Regions from separate parts of the Cricetulus griseus genome. Here region 1 is linked to region 2. Evidence: chromatin contacts called from public Hi-C data. All regions are on one chromosome and are shown on one strand. The core of a region is the stretch at or near the end of the contact, and the rest is flanking DNA. Distances in the headings are between cores, read along the strand shown. Region 1 overlaps Rsph3 (radial spoke head protein 3 homolog). Region 2 holds the start of Ezr (ezrin).

What was found. A called contact is a pair of places that touch in the nucleus more often than the background predicts.
Region 1: a contact with region 2 is called in a Hi-C map of the CHK-Q cell line, with 10 times the contacts expected there. The contact joins the enhancer-like site here to the promoter of Ezr in region 2. A contact is called at or near these places in 5 of 8 Hi-C or Micro-C datasets (the CHK-Q cell line, the CHL-YN cell line, the CHO-K1 cell line and 2 more).

Annotation. Positions count from the first base shown.
Region 1 is chr2:287,624,816-287,630,230 of CriGri-PICRH-1.0, reverse strand. The region is part of intron 8 of Rsph3 (radial spoke head protein 3 homolog); the gene reads left to right. Among named protein-coding and RNA genes, the nearest start is that of Rsph3, 27 kb to the left of the region's middle. Within about 2 kb of position 1,895, at least 1 of the 6 cell types and tissues checked has open chromatin away from gene starts, as enhancers often do.
Region 2 is chr2:287,532,151-287,537,077 of CriGri-PICRH-1.0, reverse strand. It overlaps Ezr (ezrin), which reads left to right and starts at 1,803. Exons shown (of 13, transcript XM_027401082.2): 1 at 1,803-1,954. The coding sequence starts at 1,943.

The sequences.
Region 1 (5,415 bases), core at 646-3,145, 93 kb before region 2:
ACCGTCACATACCAAGTGACCTCGCAGCCCTAATCCTTCTTTACTCACTCTAAAAATGAGGGTGGTTTTTTGTTTGGTTGTTTTTTTGTTTTGTTTTGTTTTTTTGTTGTTTTTTTTTAGTTTTCTTTTTTTAATTAATTTATTATATATACAACATTCTGTTTCCATGTATATCTGCACACCAGAAGAGGGCACCAGATCTCATAAGGGATGGTTGTGAGCCATCGTGTGGTTGCTGGGAATGGAACTCAGGACCTCTGGAAGAGCAGTTGGTGCTCTTAACCTCTGAGCTATCTCTCCAGCCCCCCTTTTTTTTTGGTTTTTCAAGACAGGGTTTTCTGTATTGCTTTAGAGGCTGTCCTGGAACTTACTCTATAGACCAGGCTGGCCTCAAACTTGCTGAGATCCACCTGCCTCTGCCTCCCGAGTGCTGGAATTAAAGGCGTGCGCCACCAACGCCCGGCTAGGGTGTTATGTTTTGCTTTTTACTTCAAGAGCTAGGAAACAGTTCTTTCATACTCAGTTCTGTCTCCCTGGCCCAGGCAGTGGTAGATGCTTAGTCAGTTACTTGCTCTCAATGTTAGGAGTCTTTGTATATCAAATTAAAAGCTATCCCAGAGCCCAAGTAAAGGCAACTGCCATCAAGCCTGACACTCTTGAGTTCAAGCTCTAGGACCCACACAGTAGGAGGAGAGAAATGACTCCTTCAAGTTGTCATCTGACCTCCACGTAGGGTCTGTGGCATGAACATGCACACACACATTTACACTAAATATATAAAAAAAATGTTTAAAGCCTTCCCATTTCTAACCTTAGTTGTAATCATGGAGACATGATTATGGGGGGGGCAGAATTTTATTATCATATCACACAGTCATCTACCCCAGTAAGTTTCTCTTTTTTCCTTAAGTGTTCTCTCAGTGAACTATCACTCTTCCAGTTTTTCCTCATATGGCATAGCCCTCACCCTCTACTACCGTGCAGCTTCTGTTTATTCAGGTTCCTCTCATGTCTTTGCTCATATGCTATTGTAGCTGTAACCTAATGCACCAAGGAGTATTATTAAGACCCTTACTCCCATGACTTAGATACCACCAACAAACGTCCTCTACCTCCAATATATACAAACACATCTACAACAGTGGTTCTTAACCTGTGGGTCGTGACCCCCTTTGGAGAGGGTGAATGAACCTTTCACAGGGCTCTCCTTAGACTATTGGGAAACACAGTTATTTATATTACAATTCATAACAGAAGCAAAATTACAATTACGAGGTAACAATGGAAATAATTGTTGGGATGATCACAACATTAGGAACTATATTAAAGGGCCAAAGTATTAGGAAGGTTGAGAACCACTGTTCTAGAACACAGGGAGAAGGTCAAAGTAATATTGAGTAAGTACAACACCACAAAGTCCACACACAGTGCCTTGAACCTTCATGGCCTACTCTAACATATTGCTAAACATTTTGACTCTTGGTAAGTAACTCCACAGCAAGTTAAAGGTGACATATAAGGTCACCTTATTGCTATGAGCATACCCATAGAGCTAATAATCACAAGAGAAAAGGCATAGAAAGACATATCCTAAAGTATAACAGTCTAGGCTAAAACAAAACAATCTTCAGTCCATCCTAAACATGCCATTATATTAAGGGGCAGTTCAGGAATTATCATAAATAGAGAGGAACACACCAGCACCACCACCTCAAATGGCAGAATAAGGACTTCTCAAAATTTGCTCCTCCACAAAAGCAATGGGGGCAGGTGGGCAAAAATTACCCAAATCAGCATGTTTGAAAGTCTGGACTTTAGTCAGACTTGCAGCAATGATGCCTGCTTGTTACTGGAAACAGCAAGCTCGATGGCATTTGCCCTGTCTTAGCCTTGTTTCAGCCCCACGGCCATGAAGACCAGCGGGCTCAGGCCATAACAGCTGACACAACAAGTAGCCTAGCAGTCACTGAAAGGAGCAAAGTAGGCTCAGTGTCCCTCAAAGCCACATTCCAAAAACATTTGTCACTATTTGACTTTGTGTCAGCTCCCTGGAAAAGCCCATTTTTAGGGCCTGACTTTATTTGATTTGACTCAGTTTGCTCATTAACAAAGATCCTAACACCAGGGCATTGTTATTAAATAGCTTAAACCAAGAGTGAGTATAATATGACATTTACCTAAGATGTAGACAACAGCAGAAGCAGTAAGAAGGGGATAGAGAACAGGTAGATGAGATAGCCATGGGGAGATTTGAGAACCGCTGACATACCTGGGAATCTGTGTGTAGGTGACTGTGCAACACCCAGAGAAGACTTGAGATAGGATCAGTCCTGTCTGACTGACCTTGAAGGTTGATACAAATAGGAGTTGAAGGCATACCCCAACCCATACAGAGCTTCTCAGCAAAGGGTGGGAGACAATGATTCCCTCAAGTCTAGGGCCAGCCACACAGCTGGGTGGGTAAAGCCACTTGCACCAAGCAAGTTCAATTCCCTGAGATCCACATAGTGGAGGGAGAGTACTTTAGAGTAGCATGCACTCCCCCAAAACACAGAAGAATGTTTTCTTAAAGAAACACTTTTAGTATGTATTCTAACTGCTGACCCACTAACTTTACTGAACAGACCCCAATGGTCACAGACATCAGAGAAGTGAAATTGACAGCAGTTTTGCAGGAAGGTTTTTATAACTAAAATATAAACCACAACAAAAAGCCCAAAGTAGGGATGGGACAGGAATCTATCTTCCAGTATACTGTGTTATACTTAAGATGTCCAGTACCGGAGGGGGGGGGGTGCTCGCCTTTAATCCCAGCACTCAGGAGGCAGAGGCAGGCAGATCTCTGTGAGTTCAAGACCAGCCTGGTCTACAAAACCTAGTTCCATGATAGCCTCCAAAGCTACAGAGAAACCCTGTCTCGGAAGAAAAAAAAAAAAATGTCCAGAACACACAAAACTCAGAAAGTGTATCTGTGCAAAAGTGCAGTCTGCAGAAGCTGTGTAGGCAACTCCAGATTTTCAGATTACCAGAAAAAAATACTTGAATCATCTCTGTGTTCAAAGAGCTGAAGGAAACAAAAATGTCCAGAGAACGAAAGTATGAGCATGTGGTCTCATCAAATAGCAAAATGAGTGAAAAGTGAGAACCAGTGTGTTAGAGAGATGGTTCAGAAGTTAAGAACACTTGCTGTCTTCAGAGCCTAGACAGCAAAGGAAAGAAAAGGAAGCTCTTGCACACTGTTGCTGAGAAGGTAAACTATGACAGACATTAAAGAAAGAGTATGGAGGGCCGGGCGTTGGTGGCGCATGCCTTTAATCCCAGCATTCGGGAGGCAGAGGCAGGTGGATCTCTGTGAGCTTGAGGCCAGCCTAGTCTCCAGAGCCAGTGCCATGATAGGCTCCAAAGCTACACAGAGAAACCCTGTCTTGAAAAAAAAAGAAAGAAAAAAGAGAGTATGGAGGATCCTTAGAAAACAACAGAACTACTGATCAGCCAGCAATCTCATACTCAATATTCACTCAGTGCAACACCTGCATTCCCATTATAGCAATCCTCACAGGAGACAAGATACAAACCAGCATGGATGGATGGATTTTTTTAAATGGAGGATGTATATATAATGTTACCATATTCAGCCACACAAATGAAATCCTGTCATTTGTAGCAATGTGGATGGTGTTGGAGACACCAAGAACAGGAATATACATTTACATCTTCATGATCTAAAAGCTAAAATTTTATCTTCTAAATGTAGAGACCCTCACAGTGGTTATTGGAGTGTGGGAAGGATAAAAGGACAGAAGAGAGAAAAGTTGGCTATTGGGTACCAAACTACAGTTGTTAGGAATATTAGTGTTCCAAGCATAGCACAATTGGGAGATTATAGATTGTAACAGTTTATTAGGCATTTGTAGATAAAGGGAGTGTGCAAAGAATAAAATGTTTATTAAAAAATAAGTGATAAGATGTTAAAGACTTCCAACACAAATGTAAAAGTTTGATATAGAAATATTCATTAACTTAATCATTACAGATCATGTACATATATCAAGTTATCACACCTACCTCCCATAAGTATGTAATTTAATATGTCAATAAAAGTAAACTTACCTGTCATAGAAAACAAGAGAACATATTCTAAAGAAAAACCTGCATCCCAAGCCAAGATGTACCAGCTCCTGGACATGTCTTTGATGAAGTTAAAAAAAAAAGAATAAAAATCTCAGCATTAAATAAAGAACCAGTTGGTATTTTAGAACTGAAAAACAGCTCAGCCTCCCATTTGTCTATAAAACAAACTCAGATCAAGGGCCGATACTCTGTAAAACCTTCTTGGGCTTCAGCATCCGGCAGCTCACACATTGGGCATGGGAAAGAGGAAAACTCATGAAGAAAAGAGTAGATGCAAGGATAGTTTCCCCTCTGTTCACAGTGACTGTGGCTGAACAGAGCTAGCCTTTTTGATTCCAGGACAGGGAAGTTGGTCCTGCACCCTTCAGTGGACGCGACCTACCACAGATAGAAGTACCATGCCTCCTTTGGCCCAGTCAGGTCTTAGAACAACAAGCCTTATTGCTTTAGCTGTATATGTAGGTGGGCCAGTGGTTTCCAGTGAATTACACCAGGATTTACTTCACTGTCTTAAGACTTTGGCTATTGGCAGCCTCTGGAGTGAGACTAGCTCCTAATGATCACATGACACAGGACCAACCCCATCTCTGGAAGGCTGGTCTGCAAGAAATGAGTACTGGATAAGTTGACTCTGGCCAGGCGGTGGTGGCGCACACCTTTAATCCCAGCACTCGGGAGGCAGAGGCAGGCAGATCTCTGTGAGTTTGAGACCAGCCTGGTCTACAAGAGCTAGTTCCAGGACCAGCCTCCAAAGCCACAGAGAAACCCTGTCTCAAAAAACAAAACACAAAAACAAAACAAAACAAAAAAAAAAAAGTTGACTGACATCATGGTTCTCCTTCAAATCCAAAGTATGCATCATTCCTAGATGTCTCAACTAGACCTTCTCTAACTCTAAAGCAGCAAGCACTACAGGGCAGAGCATAAGCCACCCAGCCTGTTCCATCAGTTGACTCTAATGGTTACCTGTGGGTCCAACTCCATGACTTGCAGATGTCCAGGCCTTTATCTCATGTCCTGTTTTACATTTGGTTTCCTGTTGATGGTTCCCACAGTGGACACTTACTGTTTTTTCACACAGATCAGAGATCTAGCCTCAGAGGTATGTGACCTTCAGAGCCACATAGAACCGGTACTCAGAAGGGTTCCCAACAACACTTGATGTTCTATGCCATGCTCTTAAAACTCTTAATCTTTAAATAAGGGTTCTGTGTTTTCATTTGGCACTGAGCTCCTCAAATAGCATAGTCAGGCCTGTCCAGAATGTTGTAGGGAAGCATCCAG
Region 2 (4,927 bases), core at 554-3,053:
CAGCTGGGAAGTGCCGGAGACAGAATGCAGCTTTTGTTGTTTGTTTCTAAACCCTGTCATCTTTTTATTTTTACCACACCACACCATATTTTTCAAAATTCCTCTGGAGGGTAAGGTTCAGAAAGGCTTCTGAAGGCCTGAGGCCACTGCTATCTTAAACTGTGAACTGAGTAGACGCTCACACTGTCACGGCATCGGGGCAATAAGACAGCCAGGTAGGCTGTGTTAGGAGGAGTATGTCCAATGCTCTGCAGTAGTAGGTGATCTGGACATCTTTCATAACTTATTATTCATTGTGTGATTTTCATTTTAACAAAAAAAGAAATTCTATCTTTCAAGGGAAAAGACTGTGCTGACGAGAGGCCATCTCAGCCATAGCCTCACTCCTTGCCAGGCCCCTGACATGCCTAGACATGCAGTTGGGAGCCATGTGACCCACAACAGACCGTGTTACTATTCATCCAGCACTAAGCTAACTTCACGTGTGTTATTAAGTCTATAGCTGTGTAGGCATTGCTCTTAGGTCCCTATTCTACAAATGAGAATACTGAGTCCCAAAGGAACTTTTCCCAGTCACTGGTCATACCGTCCAGGAATGGAGCCGAGTATTTTTCACATTCAATGCATCTAATCCTCATTACATCCCCACGGAACAGGTGCCATAAAATCGGGCAGTTTTGCCGATAAGAAAACCAAGCAACCAACCCATCCAGTCCCCACCGCCACCCCAAGCCCGCACCGGAAAGTTCCTCAGGCTCAGCTCTGGTCTCAAACCCGCGGCGGGGCTTAGTTGTCTCCGAACCAGACTTTGAGAAGCAATAATTTAATCACAGCCCAACAAATTTCACAGATCACCAGGGTACTTGTGTTACGGGAAGGGGGTCGGGTCTCTTTGAGAAGTATTAGAAAGAGAAATAAACTTTTAGGATTAGTTTAGGTCTTCAGGGGCTCCACCCCGTGGAGCCTTTTGCGAGTCAAGTCGAATTACGAAGACAAGTCAGTTCTTTAAGGCATGCGGGGACGGGGTCTTCCACGCACGGGGATGCTTCGGAGGCCGCGTGCAAGGGGACCCGGGGGCCGTGACCGGAGACCCGGCGGCCCCACCCACGAACGGCCCGGCCACCAGCCGCCGCCCCACCACGTGGAGTTGCACTTCCTCGGCTCGGGACGGCGCGGAGCAGCTCCAGCGCCTTCTTCCCCTCTGCGCTCGCCAGCAGCCCCGGGACTCCGCTGGCGGAGTCGCGAGCGAGGGCGCGGAGGGAGGTCCCGGGTCCCGTGCCGCCCGCATCCCGCCGGGCCGCGGCCATCTTGGCGAGCGCACCCCGCGGGGTCGTACGAGCAGGGGCCGGGGACCCCGCCCAGCTCGGTGTCGCGCCACGTGCGCTCCCCGGAGGGGTGGTGGAGGGAGGGAGGGACCGCCCGCCTGTGCGCGGACTCGGGGTCCCCCAGGCGGGGCGCGGGGCGCGGGGAGTGGAGAGCGAGCCGCTGTGCGACCCTCTGGCCCCCGGGGGAGGGCTCACCCCCGAAGCCCAGGCGCAGCGCGGGCTGCGTGGACACGCCCCCCGTCCCGGCTGCTCCCAGTCTGTGAAGAAGAAAAAAACCACACACACACACACACACACACACACACAAAAAAAAACGAGTGTTTCTCAAAAAGGTCCCGCGGTTGCGGCCTCGGCTCTGGGGCAACGGTTGCTACACGAAGTGAAACTCACCGGCGCTCGGCCCCGCTGCCCGCCCGCCCGCCCGCCCGCGCGCCCCCGCGCCCCGCCCCCGCCCGGGCCCGGTTGGGCGGTGACTCATCCGGCGCCGCCCGGCCGGTTCTTAAGCTCCGGGCCGCGGGCGCGCTCAGGGCTTCCCTCCGCCTGCAGGTCCAGACGCGTCTCAGCCGCCGCTGCAGAGCCCACTTCCCGAGGACCCGCGCAGCCACCAACCAGCCAAAATGCCCAAGCCAGTAAGTTGTCGCCGTTGAGGAGCGGGAGGCGTGCGCCAGCCTGGCTGAGCTTCCCTCCCGGGACTCACCTTGCACCGGGCTGCCGGGCGGTTCTTTTTCTGCCGAAGGGCGCCGACTGCCCTCTCGGTACCCGGTGACGCCTTGGAGGCACTCTTTAGTCCCCTTTGCTGGTGCTTTTCGGTCCCCGATCCCCGCCCGGGTGCTTCTGACCGCTTTGGGAGTGTCTGCTGGTGTAACTTGGAAGTTTCTTAACTAGTGCGGCTAGCACGGAGACGGACGGGGTGGCTGCTTAACGACCTACACCTGCCCGCCCAGTTCCTTCGAGCGACCGAAACCACTCGCAACCCACACCTTCCTGGGCCATTTGAAGGGCATTGGGGAGAAGAGAGGCTCGGTGCCTGGGGTAGCCTGGTCTCAGCCCTCTCTGGGGAGGCGCGGCCGGGCGGAGCAGGGGTTTTGCTGGTTGCAGCAGGATCCGTAGTGGAGAGGGTTAGCCGCGGACCTGAATTGCAGATGAGGCAGTCAGTCCCAGAGGCTTGATAAGGAGGTTCGTTGGGCCCTGGTCGTGAACTTGGGCTAATTAACGTGCTGCGTGCTTGTTTCTCTATTCTTGAAACTGATTGTGTTGAGATTGCTGGCGGGACCGGGTTGGGGGTGGGGAGAAACAACGACAAAGCCCGTCCTCAGTGTAATATAGTCCAACTACCTTAACGCTGGTGACTGGATGGAGGGAGAGTTTTATATAATTTTTTTTAAAGTTGAGATGGAAAAATCAAGATTAGTAAAAACTACTCAAGATATGAGGAGTTTCTTCCTAGTCTCTAGGGCTCGTCTGCGTTTGTTCTGGGTTTTTCGAGACAGGGGGTTCTCAGTGTGTTGCCCTGGCTGTCCTGGAACTTGCTCTGTAGACCAGGCTGGCCTCGAACTCATAGAAATCCGTCTGCCTCAGCCTCCCGAGTGCTGGGATTAAAGGGGTGTGCCACCACCGTCCGGTTTAGGACTAATCTGTTTTTACTACTTTTAACAGTTTATGTTCTCTGAAAGGAGGGTTTTTCTCTAGAAATCTTAATACGCTTAAAATGATAATAGATCCAGACATCAATAACGATTTTTGGTCTGAGTTACTCTTGAGAGAGTATTTGACCCTACATGAAATGCATTTCAAACCCAGAAATGACTCATCCGGACTCTACAAAGCCTGTGGAATAAAACTGGTGGGGTGGGGCCGTGGTGGTCAGTCAATACATTAGTTCGGGATGAGGTTTTCTTGATTTCATTAAGACACACAGAGATAGTGGGGGGGGGAGAGGGGGGAGCCAAGAGCCTGTTTCCAGTCGCTCCTTTTTCTTCTCTTTACAAACTGTAATTCTCTTTTCTTTTTCTTTTCTTAATTATAAGATATACATAGCATATAATTTATCTTTATAACCAGTTTTAAATGTATAGGTCAGTGGCATTAAATATATTGTTAATCTACCATCACCATTGTCCATTTTTCCAGTGTCACTATTTTACACTGCAACACAATCTCCCTTTCCCCAGACCCTGGCAATCACCCTGCTATTCTACTTCTGTGACTTGAGTATTCTAGGGCCCTAATGTGGATGGAATCTTGTTATTTGTCCTGTCTTGTCAAAACTGCCTCGTTTTAAGGTATTCTCTCTCTCTCTCTCTCTCTCTCTCTCCTCTCTCTCCTCCCTTTCCTCCCTCTCCTCCCTCTCCTCCCTCCTCTCTCTCCCTCCCTCCCCTTTCTGTCTTGTTTTAATTTTGTCCTGGTTTAAAGGTCTTCTGGGCTAAGAACTTTGTTCTTAGAAGTAAAGAGTCGTTAAGCTGTCGAGTAAGCTGGGTACATATCAGCTTTAGTAACAGAGTAACTTTTTGAAGCTTCTGTTCCACAATAGAGTTAACGATTTCCAAACTGCTGAGAGGGCTCCTTTGAGGTGCAAGGTGCATGCCCCCTGAAGGAAATCCTTTCCTGCCCCCCTATAGCTCTGGAGGGTGTTAGAGATGGACTGTTAGATAGAGCTCTGGGAATAGCCTAGTGGCCATCGCAGGCTATTACTGAGAAACTGAGTTTGTTAGTTTAGTTTTTTATTGTTGTTGTTGTGGGGAAGGGGATTTTGGGGGTTTGCTTATTTCCTCCCCGGGTAAATGTTAAATGAAGCATCCACCAACAAACTCTGTAGGTATGTCCTTTAGACAGAAGGTTATCGATCCTGTTTGAGCCTGAAATGAGCGTTTGCTTGGGTGGCTTGAGTGAGATTGGATGCTGTTAGCCTTTGTCAAATGGCAGTCACAGTCAACATTGGACACATCTGAGTCCTTGGCTTGGGCCGTCCACATGGTGGTTGATTTCTTCTCCAGACTGAGCCAGATAACTCTGTTCATAAAACAGTACAAATGACATGGTATTTAGACCCTGCTTATTAAAAGGTTGGATGTTCATTCATTCAGCAAGCAGGGTGCGTGGCACAGAGGGATTCCCCAGTAAAGTGCAGCCGTCAAGACAGCCCCTGGGTGTGGTGAGGTGTGGGGGTCACCTGTGATCCCTGGAGAAGCTGAACTCCACTGAAACCTGCTTTGGGAGGCTTTGGGAACAGCTGTAGCCCGTTGTATGCTCTTGAATTTTCCATGGTTGCTCTGGAACTCCATCTGATAGGAATGATGGACTTCCAAGGAAGGCCGCCCTATATCTGGGTGCACCTGGGCCTCTGCTCATCTGGTGTCAGGATTGGATGCTGTGTGGTCTCCTTGGAGCCCCAGATGGGGTGGGTGTGAGGGGCTGGTTCAGGAAGCAGTTGTTATACAATCTTTGTAGGCAAGGTGCCTTGGGAACTCCTCTCTCTCCCTCCCTTCTCTGTTCTCCCCAACCTGCTGTCCTGGTCTGATGGGAAGCTGCAGGCAAGTCTTAGAGAGAAGGGTGTTACCTTTCAAGCCACCATCTCAGATATCTCAGAGCTTCGAAGGGAAGTG